Linked DNA regions of Mus musculus: regions 2 and 3 are each linked to region 1. A link is a contact called in public promoter capture Hi-C data. All regions are on one chromosome and are shown on one strand. Each heading gives the region's core, a stretch centred on a gene start, on an enhancer-like site or on the middle of the called end of the contact. The rest is flanking DNA. Distances are from core to core; before and after follow the strand shown.

The links. Promoter capture Hi-C pulls out the DNA fragments that hold promoters and counts their contacts.
Region 2: a contact with region 1 is called in a promoter capture Hi-C map of neutrophils, with 4 times the contacts expected there. The contact joins the promoter of 1810013A23Rik here to the promoter of 1700030A11Rik in region 1. A contact is called at or near these places in 4 of 39 promoter capture datasets (the 3T3-L1 cell line, liver and neutrophils) and 1 of 115 datasets of contacts at active chromatin or transcription factors (pancreatic cancer cells).
Region 3: a contact with region 1 is called in a promoter capture Hi-C map of the HPC-7 cell line. The contact joins the promoter of Tmem217 here to the promoter of 1700030A11Rik in region 1. A contact is called at or near these places in 3 of 39 promoter capture datasets (the HPC-7 cell line, cranial neural crest and hematopoietic stem and progenitor cells), 2 of 115 datasets of contacts at active chromatin or transcription factors (bone marrow-derived macrophages and thymic regulatory T cells) and 1 of 9 other capture datasets (liver).

What each region holds. Positions count from the first base shown.
Region 1 is chr17:28,902,467-28,907,282 of GRCm38.p6, reverse strand. 1700030A11Rik (RIKEN cDNA 1700030A11 gene) reads right to left here and starts at 2,018. Exons shown (of 3, transcript NR_045457.1): 1 at 1,984-2,018; 2 at 1,496-1,580; 3 at 512-1,279. Bnip5 (BCL2 interacting protein 5) reads left to right here. Exons shown (of 12, transcript NM_172450.3): 4 at 1,528-1,592; 5 at 1,788-2,028; 6 at 2,633-2,767; 7 at 3,975-4,036; 8 at 4,261-4,510.
Region 2 is chr17:28,269,124-28,273,608 of GRCm38.p6, reverse strand. It overlaps 1810013A23Rik (RIKEN cDNA 1810013A23 gene), which reads right to left and starts at 1,901. Exons shown (of 3, transcript NR_045427.1): 1 at 1,722-1,901; 2 at 1,365-1,408; 3 at 446-638. All of the region lies in intron 2 of Ppard (peroxisome proliferator activator receptor delta), which reads right to left.
Region 3 is chr17:29,546,676-29,551,497 of GRCm38.p6, reverse strand. It overlaps Tmem217 (transmembrane protein 217), which reads left to right and starts at 1,905. Exons shown (of 3, transcript NM_001162901.1): 1 at 1,905-1,989. Tbc1d22b (TBC1 domain family, member 22B) reads right to left here and starts at 1,696. Exons shown (of 13, transcript NM_198647.1): 1 at 1,504-1,696. The coding sequence starts at 1,559.

The DNA of each region.
Region 1 (4,816 bases), core at 769-3,268:
TCTATCATCTAGTCTATCTATCATCTATCCATCCATCTATCTATCTATCTATCTATCTATCTATCTATCTATCTATCTATCTATTCATCCATCCATCCATCCATCCATCCATCCATCTATCCATCCACCCATCTATTATCTATCACCAATTCTATTTTATATATTTATATCTTATCTATCTAACCTATCTAATCTATCATCTTATCTATCCATTCATCTATTATGTCTATCTTTATCTATCTATTATACCTACCACCTATCTATTGAATAGAGACTAAAGGTGTAGTTAGACAGGGACCCTGTGTTAGCAGGTAAAAGGTCTTGGGCTTAACTAAACAAGGCAGCTACATGGAAAAATGGAAAGAACTGTCCAACGGCCACAGTGAGGAGCCTTCAGTGTGCTCTGAATCTTCTTGCAGAATTACAGGGAATAAAACGAAGCTTCATCCATACAGACTTAAACACCCGTCTCTCAGTAGTGCGTCCAACCTCATACACAATCAGAACACCTCACAATACCCTCTTCATTTAATTGTCTAAAAACGAGGGCGGCATTTTTAAAGGCAGGGTATGCAAGGGATGGAAAGGCATTTCTGTGGCCAGTTTGTAAGGTATTTACTTTACCATTGCCTTGCCTGAGAGGAAAATGAACTGTAGATAGTGTCAGGAAACAGGAAGCCGGGGGCAGAGTCGCTTGTTAGTTTGACATTTCATGCAAACAGACCTTTGGGGTGCAGCTAGTGGAGTGGGCACATCACCCTTGTGTAAGGCAAAACAAGCCACCCAAGGAAATGTTCTGGTGTGAGGAGTAGTGGAAGCAGCCATGGGGCAGGTCCAGTGTGACCTGTGGAGCGCCAGCTGATGTCCTCTCTGTGCCTTAGGATAGGGACCTGTTATTATGTGGGGCTGGAAGACTTGGAATCAGCCTTGGGAAATGTTTCTAACTCCTGCTCCTTTGTTTGATGTCCTGACAGCCCATGAGAGATTGTGACCCATATTTCGCAGGGAAAGCTGTAAAGATCCGGAGGGGAAAGTGATTTAGCCACTACCAATTCAAAGTTCCCAGATCTAGAAAGCTCAGTTGACAGGGCAGGTGGACATCGGGCCTTAAATCCCTGCATAAAACATCATGCTTTGGGCTGTGAGATGGCTCAGAGGGTAAAGGCATGTTCCAGCAAGCCCCGATGATGTGAGTTTGATTCCTGGGACCCATATAATAAAAGGAGAGAACTGGCTTCCGAGAGATATCCTCTGATCGCCACATGTGTTTCTCTTCTCCCTAATAATTGAATTATAAAAAATTAACACATTTAAAAAGTCATACTTTGCCTCAAAAATACTTTCCCATATTCAGTCAGGATGGTGGGGGATGAGAGGGTCTTTGGGTATTGGGGGGGGATGGGAGGGTCTTTGGGTATTGGGGAACCTCAATCCTGAGGGATCCAGGCTGGTTTCGTTCTCCCTGGGAGTCCAGATCTGGATACTGTCTGCATACCTAGGAGTGGTGGGACCCATGCTCTCTTGCAGAGGATGATGTCATCTGGCAGATTGTGGAATTGCTCAAGAAAGCTGGAGACCAACTGGAAGAAGAGGTGAGGAGGCGCAGGCATCAGAGAGCGCCTGCAGAGCTGCTGCAGCTCCCGGTTCGTGCCCCGCCTCCCCGTCCAGTTAGCCCCACTCCCTAATTCCAGAAGCCACCTCCCGCTCTGGGTCGGCCCTGTCTGGGGTTGCCTTTCGCCTCTCCTCAAGGCCAGGGATCTAACCCAGTTTCTTTCTCCTCCCCACAGCAAGTGCAAATCCCTCAGCCAGAAGCGGTTCCTCCACGAAAGCCAACGCCACTCCCCAGGAAGAAATCCCAGGAGAAGAAGTCCAGCCTGAAGAGAGTCTTATCCCTCAAGAAGCCTGCCTCTGAGGAACCCAAGAGAGTCGGCACAGCCACTACCCTGGGCCCAGAAACCCGGCCCAAGAGGCCCAGCTTCCTACCCCTGTGTGTTAGTAGCCAGCGAGCTTCCACCTCCAGCAGCCTTGGTAAGCAGGCTCTAGCAGTTGCCATAGCAACTGCAGCTGCCTCCTGCTCTGGAATCTTTCTGATGCCCACACTATGCCTTGAGCAGTGTAGGGAGGATGGAGATGGAGAAGAGATCAAAGCTTTTCCCCTCCACATGGTCTCACTTGGGTACAAGTGGGATCCCTCAGAGCCAGAGCCGGAGGGAGAAGGGCTGGTCTCGTTGGCTCTTCGTGGGCGTTAGGGTGGATGGGGGCTAGACTTGTATGACACCGTTGTCAGGAGAGCGTGGATTTGGGGTCATAAGAGGAGAGATTTTCATGCAAGGCGGTTTAGGCCATGGCTCTTCTTCATTCGTGGCACGGAGCCAGGCACCTTCTGCCCCCTAGTGGACCAACCGAAAACAGCGGCTAGGTAAGGAAACCCCATGGAAAGAAAAAGAGAAGCCAAGGAAAGACAGTTCTTTTCATGCAGAGAGCATGGTCGGGGTCCGCAAACAGAGCCCCAGACCCGGCATAGCCTTGCAAGCCTTGCAGAGCCCACGGGTGGCGTACACTGGCACCTGCCCAGGCTCAGGTTGCTGGGCGTGGCTGACACACACACTGACTGTGACTTTCTGCTTCCCAGACTTGGAGGCGCCTGAGTTCCAAGAGGTCCCGTCTGTAGATGGTGGAGGCTCCCATCCCTCTGAGCTCCACACACCAGCTGCCATATTTCAGGGACCCGAGGAGAAGCCACTGCTGGACAGAGCCTCCGAATCCAGTTAGTCCCTTGCCCCTCAGAAACACCCCCCTCCGCCACCCCTACCCCCCCACCTCCAGCAAATAGCCCATCTGTCTAGACTCTGCCATTTGGAAAGGGCAAGTTGAGGCAGAGCGAGGGAGGCCAAGGCCTATTTCAGTCTCTCTGTGGGAGGCCTCGGGCTGTGGAGACAGCACATTTCACCCGTTAGCCTCAGTTTCCCCATTTTGCAAGGCTGGACCTTGAGATTTGCTGGAAGTTCTAATTGAATGACTGCCTGTAAGGTATAGCAGGGTCGGCCTGTCAGCCAACAGGTTGTGTTGCTACCGAGCGTGGTTATTGCCGTTAGGTGGGCGGCTGAGAGCTGCCGTGGTGCCAGGAAGGGGCTGAGAACACAGAAGGGAGGTTTCCATACAGTTATCGGTTTTATTATTATTATTATTTGTTTTTGTTCGAGACAGGATTTCTCTGCATAGTCCTGGCTGTCCTGGAACTCACTCTGTAGACCAGGTTGGCCTCGAACTCAGAAATCTGCCTGCCTCTGCCTCCCAAGTGCTGGGATTAAAGGCTTGCGCCACCACTGCCCGGGTTTTTTTTTTTTTTTAAAGATTTATTTATTTACTTATTTTATGTATGTGAGTATACTGTCACGTTTCTCAGTCACACCAGAAGAGGGCATCAGATCCCATTAGAGATGGTTGTGAGCCACCATGTGGTTGCTGGGAATTGAACTCAAGACCTCTGGAAGAGCAGTCAGTGCTCCTAACCTCTGAGCCATCTCTGCAGCCCCATCAGTTGTTTTTTTTTTTTTTTTAAGATTTACTTATTTATTTTATATCACTACACTGTAGCTGTCTTCAGACATACCAGAAGAGGGCATCAGATCCCATTATAGATGGCTGTGAGGCACCATGTGGTTTCTGGGAATTGAACTCAGGACCTCTGGAAAAGCAGTCGGTACTCTTAACCGCTGAGCCATCTCTCCAGTCCCCACAGTTATCAGTTTATTGTTGACAGAACCAAGCCTGGATCTAAAATACTGTCTAACATCTGGAGACGCTTTAAACCGCTTCGGGGGAGGCAAAGGATGCTGGAGAGATAGCACAGCCCTTAAAGTTTGCACTCCAGAATGCACATGGAAAGAAAAGAGAGACAACAGAAAAGCTGGGGTGTGTGGACCTGGCCCCGACCTCAGAGGCCTTTGTAAGGAACCCTGTCCTTTTCGTAGGAGAATTCAGGCGGAAGATCCTGGTCCTGCTCCAGAGTGCAGAGGACGAGAGGGGAGAGCAGGTGAGGATGCCCTCTGGGATGATCCTGCTCTTCTGGGGACCCTCACCCCTCCTTCCAGGGACCCCCACCTCTCTGCTGCATTCTAAGCTCCGGACTGGCCTTCCCAGACAACACTCCCTAGCACCAAAGGCCTTTGCCCCTCCTGATCCTTCTAGGCCATAGTTCACCTTTGACCTTCTTGAGGCCAGGGAGGCCTGACTCAGTTTCTCTCTTTCTCCCCATAGGAAGCTCAAGCGCAGGAGGCAGAGAAGGCCGGAGAAAACCCGACCCCAGCCGGCAAGGTGAAGTCCCAGGTGAAGAAGTCTAACCTCCGGAGAGCCTTTTCTCTCAGGAAACACAGCTCCAAGGATTCTAAGAAAACAGAGGCTTCAGGGACTCCAGGCTCTGGCAGCCTAGAGGCCCGGCCACCCAAGAAGCACGGCTTCCTGCCCATGTGTGTCAGTGGCCACAGAGCTTCCATCTCCAGCAGCCCAGGTGAGCAGGCCTGGCCTTACCATGGTAACTTCAAGCCTTGCCCTCTGCTTTCTGCTGTGAGAAGAGTGGAGAGGTGAAGATGTCAATTTCAGCAGGACACCTACCAAAAAACTCAGAGTTCCCTTTCTTAAAAACAAAGGCATCACCAGGAAGTGGTGGCGCACGCCTTTAATCCCAGCACTTGGGAGGCAGAGGCAGGTGGATCTCTGTGAGTTTGAGGGCAGCTCTGTTCTACAGAGCGGGTTCTAGGACAGCCAGAGCCAAAGGTGTTGCTAGATCTCTGGTTGTCAGATGTCACTAGGGAAC
Region 2 (4,485 bases), core at 652-3,151, 630 kb after region 1:
GGTGAGAGCCAGTCTCGGAAAGAGGGAGCGAGGGAGAGAGGGAGAGAGGGAGAGAGAGGAGATTGACTCATATAGTCTCATGCAGCTCAGTCCAGCTTTGAATTCACCAAGGATAACACTGAACTCCTGATCCTCCTATCTCTGGCATTATGGACCTGCTGACATCACACGGGCATGCTGACATCACACAGGCATGCTGACATCACACAGGCATGCTGGTACTGAGTGAAGAAGTGAAGCTTGAAGCTCTGCCTATGAGGTGACTCAGTAGGTAGGGCATGACACATGGCACTTGCCATCAAGCCTGGTGGTGCCCTGAAGTGAGCCCACATGGTAGAAGGAGAGAACAGACTCTTTCCTACAAGCTGTGCTCTGACCATCATACATGGGCACAGGCACACACAGAGATAACAACAAACAAACAAACAAACAAACAAACAAATGTACATAAGTAAGAACTTTAAAGAAAAGCATCGGCTAAGCTCCCAGGAGCAGTTGAGGAGGGTGCTGACGTAAGGAAGCCTCAGGTCAGCCTCTGTTTGCTTCTGAGCACACACCTCCTGGGGCTTTCGAGTTCCAGATAAGGGCTGCTTCACTCAGCTCTGGAAAGCAGGAAGTCCCCAAGGCTTTCCTGGTCCCTGAGAAAAGGGACAAAGCGGTTGAGTGGAGAGGCAGCGGAGCAGATGGGCTCTCCCTGCCCTAGTAGAGCACTCTAGAGATGGGAGCCCAACCATGCCCTCCACAGATCTACCCGCTAGGATCCCCCAGATTCCCTTGGCAGCCTGCACGCTCACTCAGGAGGGGGTCTGCGGATGTGACAGAGAAATAACGCCGGAAGCAGGCTACAGGGGTGACACCTGCACACCACATTAACAGGACAGTACACCTCACACACTCAGGTCACACTGGGCTCCTTCACCTCACAAGCAAGGAACCGGCTCGACACAGAATGCCGAGGACACATGCCTCTGTGCACCAGATGTTACACTGGTGACAGGGACAACCTGTAAACACTGGTTCATTCAGGAGTGCTGAAATGCAGGCTCTGAGGTGGCCATGAGCCAGGGGAAGACATCCCAGCACTTTCCCCAGCCTGCACAGAGCAACCTGTTCCTTGCCAGGACTCTCCGGCCTTGGCCTCCAACTCATGAGCTTCCCGGGAGGCCGAAGAGGGAGGACAGCACAGAACAGGCACTCGGAACGCCCAGAGAGCTGACTGTCTTGGTGCTGTGGCAATAGGCAGAGGACAAGGTGGCCCAGACAGGAAAGACAACAAACTGATTCAGCCCTAGCCACCGACTTCTCAACAATAAATGCTCTGGAGGACACCGAGGAGTGCTAGGGACAGAGTCCTCTCTACTCACCCAGGGCTCAGGAGCGGCTTCCTTGAGGATGCGGATGCTGCAAACTGGATAGAGACAGGTCTGTGGGCTGGCTGTGGGCCGCCGCAGCAGAGGCCACTCAGCCAGTCCCGGGCCACTCGGCACTCAGCTGCCCAGCCCTCTTTTCTGGAGGCCTCTACCACAGTCTCCACCCAAATCCTGGGGCTACAGCAGGTGGTAGCTCCCCACCCACCATAACCTGCTTGGCAAGGCCTTCCGCACCTTTCCCCACTGAAGCTTCCTGCTTCTCTCTTCCCCAGGAGTCCAGATCGAGGCAGGGCCTTCCTTATCTACCTGGGATTCACAGGCCAGCTTGGGAACCCTAGGCACTGACCTTACCATGGCTCACAGTCTGCTCCTTACAGCCTGCACGTCCCCGAGGGAGTAGGTGGGGGTTGGAAGGGTGCCTGCAGGATACCTTGGACACAGCCTTCCCTCTAAAAGAGGCTGAGAGCAGGCAGGGGGCCTGCAGCTAGCCCAGCGGAGGGCCTGCTTTCTACCTGAGACTGCCAGGTGCACAGGGCGCTGGGAAACACAGGGTGTGGTGTCCTGGGAGCCCTGTACTGGAGTGACCTTAGTGCTGGCCAACCACATCAGAGGTAGGACTGGCACAGGGACAAGGCAAGACTGTCCCCAAACACAAGTAAGCTTGGCTCATGAGCAGAGTGGCCTGGCCTGGGAGCTCAATCTCACGCAGCCTCGGGTCCGGAAGTGCTGTTACAGTCATGCGAAGAGGCAGCAGGGTTGAGTGGTCCCAAACCCAGGAATACTGGTTCTGAAGGTTCATCACAAAACGCTTCTTTCTTTTTTTTTTTTTTTTTTTTTTTTTGGTTTTTTGAGACAGGGTTTCTCTGTGTAGTCCTGGCTGTCCTGGAGCTCACTTTGTAGACCAGGCTGGCCTCAAACTCAGAAATCCGCCTGCCTCTGCCTCCCAAGTGCTGGGATTAAAGGCGTGCACTACCACACCCGGCTCACAAAAAAAACGTTTCTTAACTGCCATTACTCATGACATGGGAGTGATGGTCGCCAGTGGCTCGCACACGCAGAGGTCAGTCCTTCCAGGCCTCTGCTGGTACTAAAGGCATGGCCTTTAGGTGCCTTCTATACAATGGGATTTCCATTCTATAGTCCTGGCTGGCTGGGAACCCACGATCTTTCCTGAACCTGCAGGTGGCAGGCCTCCTAGGGAAAGCAACCTCCCGCCTCTGAGACAAGGTTTCTCACAGGTCTGGAGGCTGGTGAGCAGGCTAGGCTGGCCGGTATGCCCCAGAGACCCATCTCTCTCCACCTCCCCGTGCTGCGCTCGCAGGTGCACAGCCAAGCTTTTAGTGCAGGCTCTGGAAATGGAACTTAGGCCTTCACACTTCATATCAGAAAATTAAATTAAAACGAGCGTGTGGGGCCCCGTGCCTGAAACGCCATTATCAGCACAGAGATATGGGAAGATCTGGAGCCTGAGACCCTCCTTTGTCTCAGGCATCAAAAAATGAAGGAAGCAGGAAAAGTCAGTTTTTTTTCTTTTAAAATTCATAAAGTGAAAACATTCCTTTAAAATTCTGTGTGAAAGACACAGAATAATTTATAAATTGAAGGGTTTCTGGAAATTTCTGTTCCTTGTTCCCAAATCCTGACAGCCAGGGACTGCTGGGAACCTGCAGTCCTTTAGGCCCTTTCTTATGTGGCTCCAGGGGCAGGCTCCCGCAGGCACGCACGCACAGCAGCCAGAGTCCTCCTCAGGTAGAGTCACTTCCTGGCCCGGCGTGGGTGCTGAGCATGTGTAAACACACTGACCCAGGCACCAACAGCTGTGTGAGGAGACCACACAGGAAGCAGAGCCTGCAGAAGAATGAACGCTGGCAAGGTGGGAAAGGCCAAGCAGGAGGGCTAGTGGGGCAGGCAGAGCCAGTGAGCCGCACCTCGCTGAGGCATCCAGCTCTCAGATAAGGCGCAGGCCGTGGCCTTGGATCCCAGGTATAACACGTGAACCTAACTCTGAGGTTGGACTTCGGAGGGGAGACCTCGGATGGCTCAGTGGTTAAGAGCACTAACCCTCAGGCTCCATCCCCAGCGCTTGCACGGTCTCTAACTACAGTTCCAAGAAGATCTGACACCCCCTCTGGCTTTCACGCAGTACTGCATACACATGATGCTGATACACATGCAGGCAAAACACCAGTAAGTATAAGGTAAGTTAAATCGGAGTGGAAAGAGACAGAAGAAAGAGAGAGAGCACCAGAGGTCGGCAAAGTCAGTGGAGAAGCAGAGGGCCTGACATCTTAAACCCAGCAGTAGGGCGCTCCCTACCCTGAGGCATCCACTGAGGCAGCTCTTTCTGCCTGGGCCACCTCAGCCACTACTCACTCTGACTTATGCCTCCTCATCCGTCAGACATGGGCTTGGCCACCACTTCCTTAGATAAGCCTCCGCCTCCCCATCCACAGCTCTTCCCACGTCTGCTTGCTAACGCATCTGACATGCATTTGGCTGCCTGGGGTGTGACCACAGGCACACCTGAAGTCACCATAGGTGTCTGTTGCCAAGGGGTGATGGTGACCCCTTCCAGAACCCTGGAGAGGTCCTGAGTGTCCAGTCCCCACCAGAGCAATCCCAATGCCCCTGGAAGAGCTGACAGCGCTCCTGACCAGTCACCATCAGCAAGCTTTGCTTAATGCTGTGTATGTGTGAGGCCCTCGGAGGACAAGTGCTGGGTACCCTCGTTTCCCACAAGCTCCCCAAGTGGTGGGTACAGAGCAGGCATGTGCTGACCAAAGGCGAGTTCAAGACTGCCCAGAGGGGACTGAGACCTAAGCATGGGTGCTCTGCCTGTGTGCTCTTCCTGCCCTTTCTTATGTGGCTCATTTAAAACACTGAGCTAGCTCAGGCTGGGGGGGACAGACGGCACAATTGGTAAGTCACTTGTATAACTATGGGGACCTGAGTTGAATGCCTGGAGCTCACATGAAAGAGCTGGGTGTGGTGGCTGCACCTGTAAGCCCAACACTGGGGAGGCAGAGGCAGGCGGGTCCCTGGGGCTCACTGGCCAGCCAGCTTAGCCCACTTAGCAAGCTCCAAGTCCCAGTGAAAAAGTCTGTCTCAAACAAGG
Region 3 (4,822 bases), core at 656-3,155, 640 kb before region 1:
AAGACCATCCATCGCCCATTGTCCTCACCCCTGCTTCCTGACGTCACCATTTTCCCAATGATCGTTATCTTAGGATATCAAAATGAAATGACCCCTCCAGAGCAAACTCCCAGAGAAGAGCAGTCCACGCAGCTGGAGAGCTCACTCAAGCAGGAAGGAAAAGAAATCTGTGGCAGGAAGCGGAGCTTATCTAAAAACACAGTGTCACTGTTCAATGTGTGAACACCCTAGCCCCACAGCACTTCAACCCAAAGCTAGCTTTGCCTCCCCTGCTATTATATTAGCACACATTGCTAAAACCTGGTCCCTCAACTTTCTCCACGTGTGTAATGACAGCTCAGAAAAGTTACACAGCCAATGCTGACTCTCAGTTTCTCTTTCGCTTGAAGAAGGGGGCGAGGGCTGTGTGTAACTCAGTGGCAGAGTGTCTTCAACAGTGTGAAGAGAGAACGGAAGAGGGGGAGAAAGAGGAGAGGGAGGGGGAGGGGAAGAGAAGGAGGAGAGAGAATGGGAAAGAGGGGAGAGAGAGAGGGAAAGGAGGAAGGGAAGAGTGCGAGGTCACAGGTCAAAGGACTACACCTGAACAAAAAAAGACTTAACAGGAAAATCACTAAGGATAGAACTCATGAGGGCGGTGACCAGACACAAACTCTTAACACCAAGCAGCCTGTGGCTGGCAGAAATCTTAAATTCAGTAGTGAAACACATAGGGCTTTCATTTTTCAGGACATCACCCAAAACAAACGGAACCAGTAAACCAAAAGGCAGCCTGACTGAGAGACAATTGCTCAGTGTCAACATACACTAACAAGAGAAAGAAACACTAAGGGAATAAGTTGCTTGAAAGGTCTGCTCTCCAACAAAACAAGAATAAAAGAACTTAATGCATCCACACTGAAAAATCATCACTTCTCCGGGATGCCAGAAGGAATAACTTATTCTCCACCCTGCGGCCACCCTGTAATAATTTCTCAAAAGAAAGGACCAACTCAAGACAGAGTAAGGTCAGGCTTGAGAATTCCCCCTCCCCTGTCTTGCTCATACCCCTGCAGGCCTGGCCCAGGCTCTCCTATCAGAACCCCTTTGGGAGTCCAAGGGAAGACAGGAATGTGATGATGGGCTGGGAACCAAGGCCATGGGGCCACCAACCCTCATGCAAGCAGCCACCCATGCTGTTGGAGACCCCTAAGGAGTTCTGTAGAAAGTCGGAAGCGGTCTGCAGGTGGCCCTCCACGGCTACGCTGACAATGGCAACTCGCCCAACTCCACTGCCCCTCACACTGGTCCCCTGACACCTCCCAGCTGAGGTTCCCCGCCCCCAGACCCCAGTCTGCACCCCACACCCAAGCTGGCCAGGCTCCTCTGATTGACAGCTGCTCCAGCCTGGGCTACTCCGACACCAGCCCTCCGGCCTCGGGGGTACCCCAAGACGGAGGGATTCAGGGACCAGGATCTGGAAGGCTTTGGGTCCAATCCCCACTCCCCTCAGCGTCCTGGGCTCACCTCCCCGGTAGCTTGGCGCTCCTCTTCCAGAACTGCTTGCTGTTCTCGGCGGCCATCTCTCCGGCCCGGGGGAAGGCCTGGTCGGTGGGTCACGGGGGGGCCCCGCGACAGGCCCCCGGGACCCCGCAATCTGAGGGCCAGCCCAGGCCGCTTCCCCGCCGCCGGTCACCCGCTCCCAGCTCCTGGGGGCGCCATCTTGGATGTGGGCACTCCCCCCGCCCAACACCGTTGCCATTGGTGGGCTGAGCAGGCCGGTGGGCGGATGGACCAATGAGGATCCCGGATCCTGCGGGCCGCTGAAGGCCCGCGGCAACGTCAGGGGCTGGGCACACAGGTGGGCCGGGGAGGCGGGGCTTAGATGGGCAGGAAGGCGGGGCTGAAAGTTCCTACTCCCCGGAGGCAGAGAACCAGGTACTGCGAGGAAGAAGTAGATGGGACTGTTGCCTTTGATGGGCTGAGGTTCTGGGGTTGTCTTGGTGGAGAGGGGTAAGGAGAAACCATAACATTTGTATACATTAGTCTTTAAAGGAAGGCCTCATGTAATAATGAACATTTTTTAATGTCCCTCACCTCAATGGCACCCAGGGTGGTTACCCCCCCACCCCCCCACCCCCGCCTTGTTCCCTTATGGTCCTAGTTTCGCAGAGGACAGTTCCGGCCATACCCCAGTGCGGGTAACTGTTGTATGAGTAGCAGTTGATTTATCAGACTCCCCCTTTCTTCCGCTAACTGAACTTCGTGATGTAATCCCTTCTTCGGGTCTGACTCTTTCTGGTTATGAGGATCCAGATACTGAGAAGTCATGCTTAGGAAATACTAATTTATCCTCCAAGTAGCATTTTCTCTAGGGACGTTGTTCATCCCCATGGCAACAATCAGGAAGATGAAGGATGTACCCCCAATATCCTCAACTCCTTTATTAACTGGCTATAAATCTTCCATCTATAGATTCATTTTTCAATCTAATTTTGACTCAAAATGAGATCTAATTTTAGCATGTTGTCTCCTTTGGGTGTCATGTTAATGACTACCTCTCTTTTTTGAGTGTGTTCTGGGACATTTGGGGGAAGATGGAGGGTACTTCCTTTTTCTACTCCGAAGAAATGTTTGTTCAGACAAGGAACTGTGGATATGTGCGAGCTACTGCTCAATCCATCTCTGTACTAACACCCTAGGGTTTCTAAATATTGAAAAATACATTACATTTATTCAGTGTGTGTGTGTGTGTGAGAGAGAGAGAGAGAGGAGAGAGAGAGAGAGAGAGAGAGAGAGAGAGAGAGAGAGAGAGGTCAAAGGAGAACTTCAGTTTTCTCTTCTCACCGAACTCAGGTCGTCAAGACTGGCTGTAAGCCCCTATACCCATTGAGCCATCTTGCTGGCCCAACATACTGGCAAATTCTCAAGGCTCCTTCTTTTCCCACCTAAAGAAACACCTTCTATATGTCCCTCAGTGATTTCTTTTTACATAGACATTACTCCCAGTTTTCAGGCTTCTTTTGCTTGCTAATGTTAAAAGACTAGGACTGTAGACCTGAACAGGTGGCCCAGGGGTTAAAAGCATGTGCTGCCCTTTCAGAGGACCTGAGTTCGGTTCCCAAGTACCCACAACAGGTGGCTCATAATGGCCTGAAATTCCAGATCCAAGGGATCAGACACCCTTTTTTGGCTTCTGTGGACATTGCATACATGTTGTTAACACACATACACACACACACCACATACACACACACACCACATACACACACACACCACATACACACACACACACACAAATAAAAGTAAACATGATAGGAGGCTGGGGAGATGGCTCAGAGGTTAAGAGCACTGACTGCTCTTCCAGAGGTCCTGAGTTCAAATCCCAGCAACCACATGGTAGCTCACAACCATCTGTAATTGGATCTGATGCCCTCTTCTGGTGTGTCTGAAGACAGCAACAGGGTACTCACATACATAAAGTAAATGTAAAAAGTAATAAGCATGATAAGAGTTAGATGAAAAGGGCTATTTCTACTGAACCACTGTTCTTTTATAGACTTGTATCTTATCATTTTTCCCTTTAAAGATTTATTATATATACTGTCTCTCTCTTCAGACACACTAACCCCTAAGAAAGTGAAAGAATTTTCTTGGGAGGGGGAGGAGGGAGAAGGAGGAAACTAAACAGTCTTCTACCCTTCTCCTTCCACAATCCCAATAACAAACAAAAGTTTGATTCCACCAGAGTTCACTCATGAGTTTATTAGGCTTACTTACAGAGTTTGAGATGGGTTGTAGTTAGGAGTGTGGGCGACCCTAAAGCAGATACACTGGAAAATCTGCATGAAGCATGGATGTTTGCTTCCCCTATAGCCACCCAGATGGAACCCCCTCCCCAGCCGGTGTACTCAGTGCCTCCCCATGACACCAAAGCCATGTTCAATTAGGACAAAACTTTACACATATGACTTTATACAAATATATTTGGCTCTCAGGATAGTGTTGTACAACAGGAGAATATACTAAAGTCTCCTTGTGACTGATGATAATTATCTTTATTCTTTTATTTAATTTTTTTAGATTTTTTTAAATGTACATGAGTGTTTTGCCTGTATGAGACTCTGTGCGCTATCTGTGTGCCTGATACTCACAGAGGTCAGAGAAGGGCATGGGATCCCCTGGAACTGGGGTTATAGATGGTTGTGAGCCACCATGTGGGTGCTAGGGATTGAACTCCAGTCCTCTGGAAAAGCAGGAAGCGCTCTTAGCTACTGATCCATCTCTCCAGCTTCCTTTGTCTTGATTCTAAATGGCCAGAACTTGTGCTGGCCTTTGTGACTTTAGAAGAGCCGATGTCACATGATGGCGGTACATGGCTATCATTCTCATACTTGGAAAGCTGGGAAAGAGAGGAGGTGCAAGGATAAGGCCACCCCAGGCAAAGACTACGCAGCAAGTTCTCCTCCAGAGGGGAATGCGGGAGAGGTAATATCTGGTATGTGTGTGGGATATGTATGTCCATGCCTGGGTGTAAATGAACATGTATGTGGGTGTACATGCATATGGAGGCCAAAGGTAGATATCCTACCCCTATCACACCACATTTTTTGTTTGTTTGTTTGTTTGTTTTTCCGAGACAGGGTTTCTCTGTGTAACCCTGGCTGTCCTGGAACTCACTTTGTAGACCAGGCTGGCCTCGAACTCAGAAATCTGCCTGTCTCTGCCTCCCAAGTTCTGGGATCAAAGGTGTGTGCCACCACTGCCCAGCTAAGTCAATCATTTTTTTTAAAAAATGTTTAAAGGAGTGTGACTGCTGAGCCAGATCACCCTTCCATCCTTACAC